Linked DNA regions of Danio rerio: region 2 is linked to region 1. A link is a contact called in public Hi-C data. All regions are on one chromosome and are shown on one strand. Each heading gives the region's core, a stretch centred on a gene start, on an enhancer-like site or on the middle of the called end of the contact. The rest is flanking DNA. Distances are from core to core; before and after follow the strand shown.

Region 1 (7,832 bases), core at 2,526-5,025:
GCAACCCATCACTGGGAAACACCCATACAATCTCATTTACACACATACACTGGACAATTTAGCTTACTCAATTCGCCTATAGCACATGTGTTTGTATTGTTGGGAAAACCGGAGCACCTGGAGGAAACCCACGACAACATGGGGAGAATATGCAAACTCCACATAGAAATGCATACTGACCTAGCCGAGGCTTGAACGTTCTTGCTGTGAGGTGACAGCGCAACCCACTGCGCCCCCACGCCGTCAGCTTTTTATCGTTAAATTATGTATTTTTTGTTGATATTGTAGGCTGTGCGATTTGGAATAACTAATTAGCTCAGCATAGTGATATAAGTTCTGTAGAACTGTGTGGTCAAGACCTGCCTGGAACTACTATAGCTGTGCATTTACCTGAAAATAACTGCACACCTTAGAATCAACACCCTTGGGGTGTTTATGTTGGATTCATGACAAGGCAATAGAGTCAGTTGCAGTAGATTAATTTTACAGCACTAGCCTAGGCACTCAAGTACAGTACATTAAAAATAAATGCAGGCCATGACTGAACATGCAGGGTGATCTCTGAGTGGCAGTCTCCAAAATTAAACCCAGAAAAGACTTGTGCCCACCAGTCTTATTAGGTGAGGTTAATATTAAATTAAAATAATGAATTAATGACTTTAAAAAATTGCAATGGTTGTTAGCAGTGTTGGGGTGCCGCATTACAAGTAGCGTGAATTACTTAATAATATAAATTGTCTAAGTAATGAGTAAAGTAATGCATTACTTTTCAAAAATAAGTCATAATATTTGAGTTGCTTTTTAGTTTAATTAATTACCTTTTAAAAATAAATTGCTGAATTAAAAAATAGTCACAATAAATCACACAGTCATGAAAGAAAATAATTTTTCTTAAGACAAATAGTGAATAGCAACATTCACTGCAGATTTTATTTGACTCCTTTATGGAAAAACAGTAGTTGTGATTTTTAAAGATAATACTCATCCCCTTCACTCAGCATTTGAATTGTTGCCATCAGGACACAGGTTTAGAATTCCTAAAGCATGAAGAAATGCTTATAATAAGTCATTTATCCCAATGGCAGTGGTTATTTTAAATCGGATCACTGTTTGAAGTGAATGTGGTGGTTGCCAAGAATGATCTGCAGTAGTTTGTAAGAGGCTAATTTGGATTTTAAACCTTTAACTTATGTTGTTGTCTTGATGAGTGTTGTTATTGTGTGGTTGTTGTATGTATGCAATTGTTGTCTGTAAATCCAGTGTTAAAGACAAATTTCCTTTCTGTGTCAAGCAGAACAGGCAATAAAATAAAGTTTAAACTAACTAGTACAAAAGTAGGAAACATATTGCTTTAAACTTTCAATAATTTTTATATATGGCATGTGTATACATATATGTCAGGAATCTGGGGTCAGGAAGTTCTCCAATAACATTATCCTAAAATATTTTTTTTCTGTGTTTTTAAAGGTAAATGTTGGTGTAGGTTATACAGTGCATTCTTAATCGCAGAGCACAACTCAAGTTCTGAAAGAGATTAAGCCTCAGCCAAGCAATGCAAAAGTAACTCAAAAATAACGTAACACATTACTTACCATAAAAAGTAACTAAGTAATGCAACTAGTTACTTTTTGGGGAGTATAATTCAATATTGTAATGCATTTCTTTTCAAAAGCAGCTTTCCTCAACACTGGTTGTTAAACTGTTGCACTTTTTTGTGTTGTCAATATGTGCTTGTTTTGTTTAGACCTGTTGGTGTGTGTGTGTGCCGTTGCGTGCAATGTTTGTATGTTTAAAACCCCCTCTGAAAATATTAAGGGTCGTTGGCATCGTTATTTTGGGGGTCGTAGGCCTAAAAGTTTGGGAACCCCTGCTGTAGTGCACATGTGAATATTTTCTTTAGTGTCTGAAATGACCAAACAGTTATCATAATGGGCTATTCAGACATTTTTGGACAGCTTGGACCTGAAAACAGTATTCCATACATCACAAATTAACAAGTGGATCAGATAAGCTTCATGCATGCTACAGTACCATGCTTGAAATTAAATGTTCAACACAGGTAATGCCCAGCACTGATGTTGGGTGAGGGGATTGAATGTTCAGGTCTTGGGCGTTTTGCAGGCCAGTCTATTTCATCAACACAAACATAATTTGTTTGTGTCCTCTCTAAACAGTTTTAATAAGTTAAACATGCACAATTCTCCAGAATTCTCAAGAATTGCTGAAACCATTCATTCAGAGGTGGCAGGTGCAAAAAGATGTCTCTTTAAAGGTGCTTCTCAGTTTTTAGATCTACATCATTCTGAACAACATTTGTATTCCGAAATGGCTCAACAGAAACTTGATATTTGTGTTAAATTAACAAATATGCCAAAGATATTACATATTTGCATTTCTTTTCATATTAAGCATGTCTTTAAAGCTATCCTATGACATTTTGTCTTATTTTTCTTTAAACAACTGTAGGTTTCACCCACAGTCCATGCACAGTTGGAACTTCTGGCCTTCACAACAGCTATTGCAAATCGATTATACAGTGCTCAGCATAATTGAGTACACCCCATTTTAAACATGAATATTTGTATCTATTTCTCAGTAAATATAGGCAATGCACTTTGGTGCATTTAAATAAAACAGATTTATTAAACAGATATGTTTATTAAAATAATATTTTAGTCACCAAAAATATTTAGAAAATGAAAGTTGCAATTAAATTCAAGTAAATATTGCAAAAAAATGACAACCAACAAAATTGCAACCAAATTTTATTTATTTATTTATTTATTTTTGCTTTTCTTGATTTTTCCACTTTTTTAAATTTGTATTTAATATTTTTCTATATCATATAAATGTGGGTGTACTAGTTTTTAGACTGTTATCGTAAGGTATTGTGTTAGATAAGCTTCAGATTTGGCAGTAGTGCTGACTAATAATGTATATGCACAAATACAATATTGTAGAGCTTCCTATTAAAAATATGAATTTAAAAGAGAGATTTGTGAGGGATCTACTTATATATGCTGAGCACTGTATGTTAAAAAAAAAATTATATATCAATCACAGACGCCGGTGTGCAGAAATGCATGTTGTCATGAATTAACTTAATTGCTCATGAATTAACTTAATTAACTTAAATCCTGTTAGGAAAGAAACAATATTGTATTAATAATATTAAATTTGTTTATAACATTATAACAGATATTAAATACATTTAAAGAAAGGTTCAATGATTATTAAACTTAAAAAGGCAGCGATTTTCTTACTAGTTGACTTTCTCATACCACAGACAATAGCTTTTGTTTCAGTTTTGTAGAAATTAATTATTGTAGTTTTTTTTTTTTTTGGTTAAAAACTGATGAAAATGTTTGAATGTTTTTGAGTATATATTATGGCTGCAAAATACTGGGGAAATATGCGGTATGTGACATTTCTCCACAGAAATCCTATTCCATAGCTGTTTTTAATCATTTATTTATGGACTGTAACCATCAAAATAACCAACCAATATATATATATATTTTTTTTAAATCCAATTCAGATGTAAAGAATATATGTGAAGGTGCAAACATTTAGAATTCAAAACAATATGAATGAGTGAAAACCTCAACAGACATTCAGATTTTATTATTATTTTTATTTTAAATTTTTTGGCTGTTGTTATTCACCACTCTTGTCTCTGCTCCCCCCATTAGTATGTTTGTTTGACTCTAGGTTCACCTTTGGGCCGCTGTAGCCAATAGCACCTACTGCGGAGGTAGTATAACAATAGTAAGGCATCTGATTGGTCAAATCTTTATAAAAAAGCTACAATAAATGTAATTTATTGCACCTCTCTGTGATACAGACATTGCAATAACTATAATATTAGGATATATTATGCAGCCCTAATATACAAACACACACAACACACATAAGGTACATTTCTTAACAAGTTCAATATTTACTGCCAATTAGCCCATCAAAAATATTATTTTTTGATAATATTTTTCTGATGCATGCAATACTAATTGGCTTCAATCAATTCATTACATTTGTCATTCCATGCAAAAGTTGGAAGTCGTAGAAGAAATCAATGCTGCTATGCTTTAAGCTCTTTACCGCATTCAAAGCTATTTCCTTAATGATTCAAAACTTGCTTGGCATCCTATTTGCATGTTCCTGCAAATGTTGCCAAATGCCAACCCTGACGACTGCCCTGCTGCGCCTTACAGTTCAGTCTTGTCTGAGCCAAACAGTCAAGGAAAGCCAAAGATACATGTTCTATTTATATACTTGCTCTTATGTCCATATCTCTCACAGAGCGTTACGCATGTTTGTGGGTGGAGTAAATCCCTGGTGAATAATCCTATAAAATTAGAAAAACATGTGTTTAAGAACAACTGCTATATTTTGAAAATTTTCTGATGGCTTATTTAATTTGAAAAGTCTCAAAATTCCCAAAGGCATTTTTGATAGTGGCAGTATTAATTTACATGTAAAGTACACTTACAGTTGAAGTCAGAATCAGCCCCCCTTTGATTTTTTTTTCTTTTAAATATTTCCCAAATGATACGTAACAGAGCATGGACATTTTCACAGTATTTCCGATAAGATTTTTTTCTTCCGGATAAAGCCTTATTTGCTTTATTTGGGCTACAATGAAAACTGTTTTTAATTTTTTAAAAACATTTTAAGGTCAAAATTATTAGCCCCTTTACGCAATATTTTTTTTCGACTGTCTACAGAACAAACCATCATTATACAATAATTTGCCTTATTAGCTTAATCTGCCTAGTTAACCTAATTAAGCTAGTTTAGCCTTTAATTGTCACTTTAAGCTGTATAGAAGTGTCTTGAAAAATATCTTGTCAAATATTATTTACTGTGGTCATGGCAAAGATAAAATAAATCAGTCATTAGAAATGAGTTATTTAAACTATAATGTTTAGTAATGTGTAGAAAAAAAAAGTTCTCTCCACTGAACAGAAATTTGCGAATAAGAATTAATGGGGTGGCTAATTATTCTGACTTTAACTGTAAATGTGAATTTTAGTGCCCGTAATGTGTGGATTTTACTTTTAAGAATGCTGTACATGAAATCACAGCTAGAAGCATGTCAAGGTTTGATGCTGAACTGTACGGGCAAGTCGTTTGGCTTAATATTAAAATGGAAAAAGCATTAAGAACAAGTTGACAACTTCACACCTGCTGTGTTTTTACTGCTTTGGAGTACTGTGATTCTGTAAATACTCTGAGATCAGCAGCTCATCAAGGCTTCCCCACAGCAATAATTTATATCCACAAATACGAGCCAACAACTATCAAGCTTCTCATCACTCACGACTCTAAATGCCCCCATGGAGATCTACAATTTAACTCGGACATAAACAGCTAAATCAAAACACGACTGACATGCATGTATTGTACTTTGGAGAAGGAATCATGCTTAAGTTTTTACAAATATTTTCTAATATTTTAATATTCTTTTTTACTGCCCAATTTACCAATTAGTTGACCATATTTTGATTGTTTTAAATAATGACTGTTAAAGTAATTTTAAGAATGACTGTTTTAAATAATGGTTTACACACAGCATTGTTGGTTTACAAAAAAATCATACAAACATAATCCTGTTGCACTACTACACTTGATTTTGGTTTTATTGTAAAATATATATATATATATATATATATATATATATATATATATATATATATATATATATATATATATATATATATATATAAGAAAGCATGTTAAATGAGAATCTGAAATATTGTATGACACACTTCAAAAAATAAAGATCATTTAGTGTTCAAAAATGTCTTATTTTGATTATTTTTTAAATAGATTGCCCTTCATATTTTCTGATTTTCATAGTATATTTATTAATTCTGCTACTTTTACTATAAAATGTCATGTAAGTTGATATTTTATAAATTATGGGATGTGTTGGAAAAGCGGTAACACCAAAGCTCCAAAAATACAAATTTATTCAAGTAAAAAAGTTGACACAAAGCGAAAGAAATGAAATCCAAACATTTTTTTTCTTGGTGGAATATCATTGTACACAAAGCCAGATAAGACATCTCTACATGTTCTTTCAGTTTTAACAGGTTGTTTTTTACTGCATCTTTGCGTTGTTTAATATCTTGAATCATATCAAGGCATCTAGTTTGCTTTCATTGGTCATGTTCCATACAAGGTCCTGTATTATGATACTTGTGAGCAGTGCTCCTAATCAAATGCCTCCTGACACATGAAAAGTGTATCCCTTGATGTACTTTCCCTATCTGGTTTCCGCTGTCAAAGCAACATTTATTTCCAACCACACCAACTGCTTAAGTGTTGTAGCAAACAGCTGCAAGCTTAGTTCGGCACCAGCTGACAACCTTTCATGGTCAAGGCATAATTTAGTTAACTGCAGACCTGTGCTTATTTGTGTATTTTAAATGTGTTAAAAACATATATTAATAGCGCATATTACAAATTCAGTTTTCTGAATGCACTGAATAGATTAATAGCAGCTTGGTTGTAAGGTTTCAAAGACTAGTACTCCTTTAAAATATTCTAAAGGTCATAAAAGGACTGTTGCAGAAGCTGTGCATAAGTTATTTATAGGCAGTCTCATTTCTTTAACTGCCTTAATGTAACTTAAGGATAAAGTCATATTTTATTTAACAGTGGCATATGAACCTAATACATGCCAGTGTATGTTTTATACTTAAACATTTTTTAATGTTTCAGAAAATTAAATGTAGATATGCAAGAAGAAAAAGTCCATTTAAGTCCAACAACTACAGTTTAGAATAGTAAAACATTATGAAGATAATAAAAAGATAATCTTAATGGTGATGTGCTTTTTAATTTTTAAATGAATTCTTTACGTATTTTATTATTGCATTTTAAGTACTGAGGAATTAGTTTAAATGGTCTAATCATTAGAATTATATTATTTTCTGAGCGTGTAATCTTTAGAGAGAATTGTATAAAGGGATCCAAAACAAATCATCTGCTTTTATTTAGAAATCTTAGCAAGCTCCCTCGTGTGGTCGTCTAGTGAATCTGTGAGTAAGGAAACATTACACTCCTTACCAGCACCTATTTCCAATGCAGACACAAAGTCCTCCGCTGGAGGGCGCAATAGAGTTAGAAAGCAACATTCTTGGTTAAATATCAGAATGTCGCCTGACTCTTTGGAGACGTTAACACTTTAATATATTGAATTTAAATCTTATATTAATTTGTGTATAATGTACAGAGTCAATTCTAAGCATTGACATGTGACACATTAATGGAAATTCCAAAAAAGGGAGCATTCAAAAAAATGTAGCAGCATGCTGTTTGTTTAGCTGAACCATAAAATCAGCTGGTATAATTCTTTTGATTAACTTATACTATAGAGTGAAGAAAACTCTTATTAACCCATCATACCTGATTAATGTTTAACAACATGTAAACTCCTGTGAATCAAATTAGCCAGATACAGCACATGTGCTCTGAATTCAAGAGATGGAAGCAGGTTGGCCTCTGTCTGCTGCTCCAACAGAGAGTCAAGATGGATTTAGATAAAGCAGAAGCAAATGTTTGACAGAATTGTTTTGTGTTTGTAACTGTAAGACTTACTAAAAATCTTCCTCTAATTTTGCAGGATCCCACCGTTTGTTGGGACCACTTTGCTAGGACTCCTGTTAGGGAACATGCAGGATTCATGTAGAAACCTTGCAGGGAAAAACATAAGTAAAACATCTGAAAATGTTAATTATTAATTACGAACTTGTTTAAACAGCTTAAAGATAAAATGAGACAAGTGTGAAGAAAATGAACACTGAACAGATCGGCCCATCCTGCAG
Region 2 (7,832 bases), core at 2,036-4,535, 130 kb before region 1:
ACTCATGAACACAGTATGTACATTTGAGTTCGGACGTTTCATAGAGTTGCTGTGTATTACTGTTGTACTGTGTAGCCATGGGCCGGTATAAGATTCTGATGGTATGATAACCATCATGGTACTGTGATTACTGCTCTAAAATATAATTGTCTGGGTAAAAACAATATATTTTGTTTTAAGAAACATTTTAAAGTATTTTGGAGCGTTAAACATGTCAGGCTAGATAATTCAAATGAATCATTGACTTCTGCTGTCTTCATTAGTTTCAAAAACACAGATTTCATTACAATTTAAAAACACATCTTTGGATATCTTTACTGCTGGAGATACTGTTGTACTAAAAAAAATAAATAAATAAACCTGTAAACCTTAAGCCCTGCTCACACTGTGAAATTTCAGCGTCAATTTTGTCATGCGAGACAAATTCGGGAAATCTTAAAAGAGTCAGTTTTTGTGATTACATGTTTAATCAGGTTTTGTGTGTTAATTTCATTGTGCTTTTATATTATAGAGCACTCCGGCCACTCAGAATGCTGCTCTTGCAGATGCTTTTGGAGACCCGTTTGGGGGAAATCCCTTTGCCTGAAAGTTACCACTGCTGGTGAGAATCTGAATACATTCTTATTGTTAATTTGTTTATGTACAGTTTTAGATTATAAAAATTGGATTGATTTAGTTTAATCTATTATTATTATTATTATTATTATTATTATTATTATTAAAAAATCCATAGCTTTCATAGTTCAGTTCCAACATCTATTTTTAATCTGCCCGCAGCATGTTAAGAAAAATTCAGTCTTTTTAAATCTTAGAAAAGGATGAACTTTTTTTTTTTTTTTTTTTCAGCCTCTGGCACATCATCAAAAAACACTTCACCCATGCATTGCATTCAGGTGTTATTTGGGGATTTGCATCATTTTATATTCACTGAAAGAGCAATATGGAAGTTTGATTCTCACTCAACATATTTCTCTTTGATTACATTCAATCATGCATTATATAATGACTTTTTTTTTTTCAGTACGATACATGGGAATTATATATATTCAGACAAGGAGTTGCTTTTGAGTTCTGAAGCTTGCAGTATTTATTTGTATATCAAAGAACATGCTAATGAAATGTCAATTCAGCTATATGTTAGGGTTAAATATAGGTAGAAATATAATTTAAAAAAATTATATTGCAGAAATCAACCTCAGTTCTGATCAAAACTACTAAATTGTTAAATTACAGGATTTTAACTGTTTAATTGCCAAGTTGGTGAAAAAAAAAAACACACACAAAATGACTTATTTCCAATATAAAAAGTAATTGTGGACTGGATTTTTTTTAACCTTTTGTCACAGTCTTGGACATGTGAAAGATTTATAAGAACATTTCCTTTGATGTATTGTTAGATTTTTCACTTTCTTTTTCCCTCCCTAAATTTACAGTCAGTGGCTGTTTTTGCCCCATTTGCTTCCATAATAACCATATTTGTGCGCAGTCTTTGTTTTTGTTTACTCCATTTCTGAGAGCTGCATGCATGTTTTGACTTAATGACATCAAGGGAAGTGCACAAAGGTCACTGCCACACATTCAGATACATACACACTTTAATTTTCTGTTATACTTCATAAAATATCTAGAAACTAAGCTTTTTTTTTTTTTTTTGCACAAGCCTAAAGGGTGCTACCGGATAATCAGCAGTCAAAATTACTAATTTTACATCTTCCCAACAGGAAAAACCATCAAAAATCAGAAATGCATCATTATATGGTGTCATTGTTTTGTAATCAAAAAACGCCGTTATAATGAAAGTCAATGGAGAAAAACAGCCACCAACAGTAAATTAGGGAGGAAAAATTAAAATCAAAGTCAATGTTGTCTTGGTTGTCACCAAGACAGGGATAAAAGCTTAAATCCAGTCCACAATTACTTTTTTATATTGAAAATACGTCATTTTGTTCTTTTACCAAATCAATGACTTGATTTATGAATTTGGCAATTAATAATGACAGCATTTTAACTCTTTAGGTAGTTTTGATTCAGAACTGAGGTGAACAGATTTTCGCAAAAAAAAAAAAAAATTTGTAAAATATATTAATCTGATGCATTAATGTGTTGTAGTAAATTTGGCTCGAGTTTATTTTTTTTTATTTAAAGATTTTCAAAATAAGATTTATCTAAAATAATTTTGCTAGCTAAAACGCAAAAAAAGCTATGGCCGAATTGACTCAATCACCCCAGAGTGGATCCCCAACAGTACATGAGGTTTATTATAAAATCTAAATTAATTAGGTGTTGTATTTTATTTCAGTACACTCCTGCTGACCCAGAGCTGCTGAGCGAGAGGGCCACACAAGCACTGCAGCGTTCTACTACTTGGAAAAGCACTGTTTAGAAAACTCTTGTATTCTGTGCTCTGCTGTTCTCATTCACACTGTATATCTCCTGTAGTCTATTTCTGTGCCTTTCTCACTGATCAACCCCAAGTCACATGTGAAATGAGCTGCACAGTGAAGTAGCTGATGTAGGGTTGTAATTGAAGGAAAGTAAAAAAAAAAAAAAATTCATGTTAATGGACATGATTTTCCTCTATGCAAGTATTCCTGTGCATTCATAATTAAGTAAAATGCTTAATCCTAATTATTCATTAAAAAAGACAAATCTAGCGCTGTTTGGGTTTATTTTTTGTTGTCTTTTGCTCTTAATTTATAATCGGGTACAAAAATAATTGGTGTTGCGCATGTAGTTGTAAATGTTGTTTACAAGACTGAGGGATTCTCTAGAGCTGAGATAGAAGCTGTGAGTACATGCTGTTGTGCAACAAAGTTCATCACCATGGGAAAGAAAAGTACTGAGATGTGACCAGAATACAGAGGCCTCTGTTATTGCCAGTGCACCTATTGTCATGCGCCAAGAATTTGCCATTAACCCTCCACTTCTATTAATACAAACAGGATGGCATCATTCTGTGCAAGTCAAATTGTAACACTGGAGTGAAAGCCTTTTTGTTGACGTTTGGGGCTGGATAACTGTATAATCTGGGATGAGGTTTTAATAGACAAGGAGAGTATAAAAGAAGTCAGTGGCAACTTCCTGTAGATTTTTCATAAGTCTGGGTAATTGTTACTGTCTTGGCATCAGGTATTAAGACCAAAACAGAGTATTTTTCTTTAAAACATGTCTCGTCCTTTGTTTTATCGAAATGGTTGCTGGGACCCTCTTCACGAGCAGCCACAAAAGACTCTTTTCAGCGAAAACGGCAACCTCCCCCATTTTCTTGAACCTGATGAGGTTAGCTGGATAGAATCAGCCAGGAAGAGACTAGGGACATCAAGTTGGCCAGGATCGATGCCTTTTCCTCTCTTCAGCTCATTGTGCAAGGAGATTCCATCTAAACCATGTTCTGGATCTGAAGGACACGTTTCTGATGCTGTGTGTGAACAAATGATAGGAGAGCAAGACTGGAAAGTTTGTCTAGATGTCGGTCCTTTTTCTCCAGAAGAGATAAGCGTCAAAACCAGGGACGGATACTTGGAAATAACAGGTATGTGATGGATATAAATGTTGTCGGAGGAATCTTTGAGGCATGTATTTGTTTATTAAAAAAAAAATAATAATATATATATATATATATATATATATATATATATATATATATATATATATATATATATATATATATATATATATATATATATATATATATATATATATATATATCCCAAGGATTTCAGTGGCATGTTTGTTAAGTTAACATTTTTCTTTTACAGGTAATCACGAGGAAAGACAGGAAAATCACAGGCTGATCTCAAGAAGCTTTGCAAGAAAATACAAGTAAGCCTGTCGGTCTCTACATGTAGTATGTCCTGTATATAAAAAAAGTAATTTAAATAAGTTCTGTCTAAAACTCAACAGAAATGTTTTTTTTTTTTTTTATTATTTTATTTATTTTTACTCAAAACATTTGCATAAATTATAGTTCTTCAGGCTGTTGCTCCAATCACTTTTTTCTTGTGTAATTTATTAGGCTTCCGGCTGACTTAGACCTAAAACAGATCAGCTCCATGCTGTCTCCAGATGGTGTTCTCTCAGTTGAAGCTCCATTAACGGGCTCTAATATCAGTTTCCCAGGAGAGATTGTCATCCCTATTCACATGATGGACAAACGGTTACCTGCAAAAACGGATGAACTATGCCTCACCAGTAACCAGAGACATTCAGACTCTCAGTAGTTACTGGGTAAACATAATCAGTTTAACAAATTGTCACCTTGGAATTACAAGGTTCTGTCTGCGTTCTGAATGATTTTGAGCTACAACGTTTTTGCATTTAATAGCAAACTGTGTGTGTGTAACATTATAATTATTATTATGTTTTTTTTGTTGTAAACGACTTGTATAAAAATGCCATAATGTAAGTTGTCATTTAATAAGAATGTCAATAATTATTTTGACACATCAGATAGAATCTTAATTCTAAGGTGACTAAATGTACAGCTTCTTATGTACAGATCACTTCAAAGTTGTTAATAGGTATTAGTAAAATGTAAAAGATCTCAAAATATGAATCTACTAATTTTGCATTTTTACAGACCATGAAAATGAGTCATTATTAAAGAGTCTGTTTAAGACCTTGAGTTTTCAGCATTCCTTTTTGAAGATACATTTTTATCTGTTAAAATTCAACAAATGACAATTAATGGCAAATCTAAAAAACAACTTTGAGGCGATCTTTAGAAGCATTTGTTAATACTGGCTTTGAAAGAGAATAATTATCATTATAAAAATAACAGGCATTACTAACCAATGGTAATAGGCAAAATTTATGGGGTTTGCTATTTTGTTTTAAGACTTATGAATAATGCACTTCTTGCTGTTTATGTATAAAAATATCTCAAAGATGATCATGCCTATGTAACCAGTACTGACGGTCTAAAAAAAGAAAAGGGAGAACTTTTCCTAGATTCTCATGCTAGAACGATATATATTTAGTTAAGGCATCAAATTGGAGCTTGTGTTGTATAAGGCCGGGACCATCTTTTTGTTTAAGCAAAACTGTTTTAATGAATTTGTTACTTACAGTCTTGTAAATTATAATAAACCAGAACTGTTTTGAGAAATTGTGAGAGGATCACATTAATTTACCTAATTACTGTTCATGTAGCCTGGTAAAGTTTCTGTTCACATCCTGTAGATGGTGCTGGTATTTAAAGCATGCAGCTGACAACAGGGTTTCTGTGTTCGTTCTGCTCGTGTTGCAGATCAATGACACGCTTCTGAAACCCAAAGCCTTCCTTTTAGTTTCCTTCTTTGGATGATCAGATGTATAGAGGCAGGTTTCTCCTTACCCGCACAGTTGTACCTTTACTATTTTCATACATGTTCCACAGCTTTCATCACATTACTCTGTAGTCATCAAACGATATATCTGTTACCCTATGCTTGTAGGCGGTGATGGGCAAAAATACATTGAAATGTATTTTAAAATAAAATACCAAATAACTCAAATTTACATGTTTCAAGATAAACTACAAATTACAGCAGCCACTAAATATCAAAATAAAATATTCTATTTTGGAAATACTACAGAATACCTACTTTTACAAGAAAGAATGACATTTCCTTGCAAACCTTCCATAAATAGGATATCTGATTAGTCTCTTCCTAAACCCTAAACTGACTCCATCTTTGACAGCAATAGCATTTCTCTGAGCAAATTTGATTAGCTAATCTGCCAGCTCATTCACCTCTAACTTGTTTCTCTTTCATTTTAGGATACATTTTGTACAATTTTTAATACAGAAAGTCCTGACTTCAAGAGGTATAATCATTGTAAAAACCATGAAATGTAGATATAGAGTTGGAATATAGCACTATATCTCTTTGTTTCCATCCATTGTGTGGCTGGTAAAGTTGCCGCAATTTCTTAACTCTTATAGTTTATAAGGGTGATGTGTGAAAAGGTTTAAAAAAAAAAATAATTTCTCACTTTTTTGGTAATCTAGTTTATTGCCATTTGAAAACTATTAAAATGTCCAGTTTTAATAATTTTCATAAATAGGGTTTTTTTTTTTTTTTTTTTTTTGCAGTTGTACTCTTAAATGCACAGCATAAAACATATCAAAAAGTTGTCTCTTTGCAAATTGACCCTTCATAAACATTTTAGGTTCATATTTATTTGGAAATCGACACTATTCTAACATTTTTTGACACCATACACTAACAATGGATTTGAAATGAAACTAACAAGATGTGCTTTAACTGCAAATACCCTCAAATTAAAGCTGACAGTCTGCATCCAAATCAGGTGAGCGCTGAAGGAATTACAACAGTTTGCAGATGTGCTTCCCACTTGTTAAGGGTCCAAAAGTAATTGTAACTGTTTGGAACATTCTTACAAAGGTAGAACACACCAGTGAGCTCAGCAACACCCAAAGACCCCGAAAACCACAGAGAATAATTGTGGTGGACAACTAAAGAGTTCTTTCACTGGTGAAGAAAATACCCTTCACAACAGTTGGCCAGATCAAGAACACTCTCCAGGAGGTAGGGGTATGTAGTGTAGGTGTTCTCTTGATTGTTGACTCTAACGCAGAGTGAATACAGAGGGTTTACCACAAGATGTAAACCATTGGTGAGCCTCAAAACAGCAAGGCCAGATTGGAGTTCTAAAAATCCTATGCACAGATTAAGATCAACTTGTAGAGTGATGGGTGGAGTATGGAGAAGGAACTGCTTAAGATCCTTAGCAGTGGTGGTAGTAGTGACATAGCGTGGGCATGTATGGCTGTCAATGGAACTGGTTCTCTTGTATTTATTGATTATGTGACTGCTGACAAAAGCAGCAGGATGAATTTTGAAGCGTTTCAGGGAAAGTTTTCTTCTATTAAGCCAAATGTTTCAGAACACATTGGACAGCGCTTCACAGTACAGATGGAGAATGACCCAAAGCCTTCTGAACAAATAAAAAGCATCCAAAGGGGAAAAAAAAAATAGAATGTTATGCAATAGCCAAGTCATTCACCTGACCAGAATCTAATTGAGCATGTATCTCGCATGCTTTAGAAAACCTGAAGGGAAAATGCCCCAAGAACAAGCAGGAACAGCAGACAGCTGCTGTAGAAGCCTGGCAGAGCACCACCAGGAATGAAATCCAGCTTATAGTGATGTTTATGCGTTCCTGACTTCAGGCTGAAGTCATCCACTAGGACTGCAAAGGATTTGCAAACAAATATTAAAAAGTAAAAATTTGATTTATGATTATTATTCTGTCCAATTCTGCACATGCAAACTGTTGTAATTCCTGCATTGTTCACCTGATTTGCATGTAAATACTCTCAATTTAAAGCTGACAGTCTGCAGTTAAAACTCCTTTTTCATTTCAAATCCATTGTGTTGGTGTATAGAGCTTAAAATTAGTATTGTGTCGATGTCCAAATATTTATGGACCTATGTATATCCTGCTACTGTGATGTAACAGGAGTCTAGAGTTTCTGACCAGTTTGTATAGACTGGAGTATTATGAACTGTGTTGGATATACTGTATTGTGCCACTGACATCTTTCCCCTTTATTAATTATAGAGAACATCAGGGCCTGGTTTTTCAAAACCAATCCACTTAGGGTTTTGGATAAGGGATTGGATCAAATCTTGAAACCTAAAGGCTACACTTAAGCAGGTCGCACACCAGAAGCGCCGCTCGGCGGCGCGCCGCGCAGCGCCACGCAGCGCCATGTATTTTAGAATTCTAAACATAGGTTTCTATCAGGATACACACACCGGCGCCGCAAGTCGGCGGCTGTCGGCGGCGCCCGGCGACGGCTCAGGACGCAGTTCATTTTTCAG

The links. Hi-C and Micro-C count contacts between places; a contact is called where the count stands out from the background.
Region 2: a contact with region 1 is called in a Hi-C map of embryo, with 2.6 times the contacts expected there. The contact joins the promoter of hspb15 here to the enhancer-like site in region 1. A contact is called at or near these places in 2 of 18 Hi-C or Micro-C datasets (both in embryo).

Annotation. Positions count from the first base shown.
Region 1 is chr5:32,802,939-32,810,770 of GRCz12tu, reverse strand. No RefSeq gene overlaps it. Among named protein-coding and RNA genes, the nearest start is that of myhz2, 15 kb to the left of the region's middle. Within about 2 kb of position 3,775, at least 3 of the 62 cell types and tissues checked have an H3K27ac peak or open chromatin away from gene starts, as enhancers often do.
Region 2 is chr5:32,934,549-32,942,380 of GRCz12tu, reverse strand. hspb15 (heat shock protein, alpha-crystallin-related, b15) reads left to right here and starts at 3,285. Exons shown (of 3, transcript NM_001098732.2): 1 at 3,285-3,532; 2 at 3,759-3,822; 3 at 4,016-5,107. The coding sequence starts at 3,337. The coding sequence ends at 4,220. It overlaps dab2 (DAB adaptor protein 2), which reads left to right. Exons shown (of 14, transcript NM_001327872.1): 12 at 1-13; 13 at 512-601; 14 at 2,300-2,653. The coding sequence ends at 586.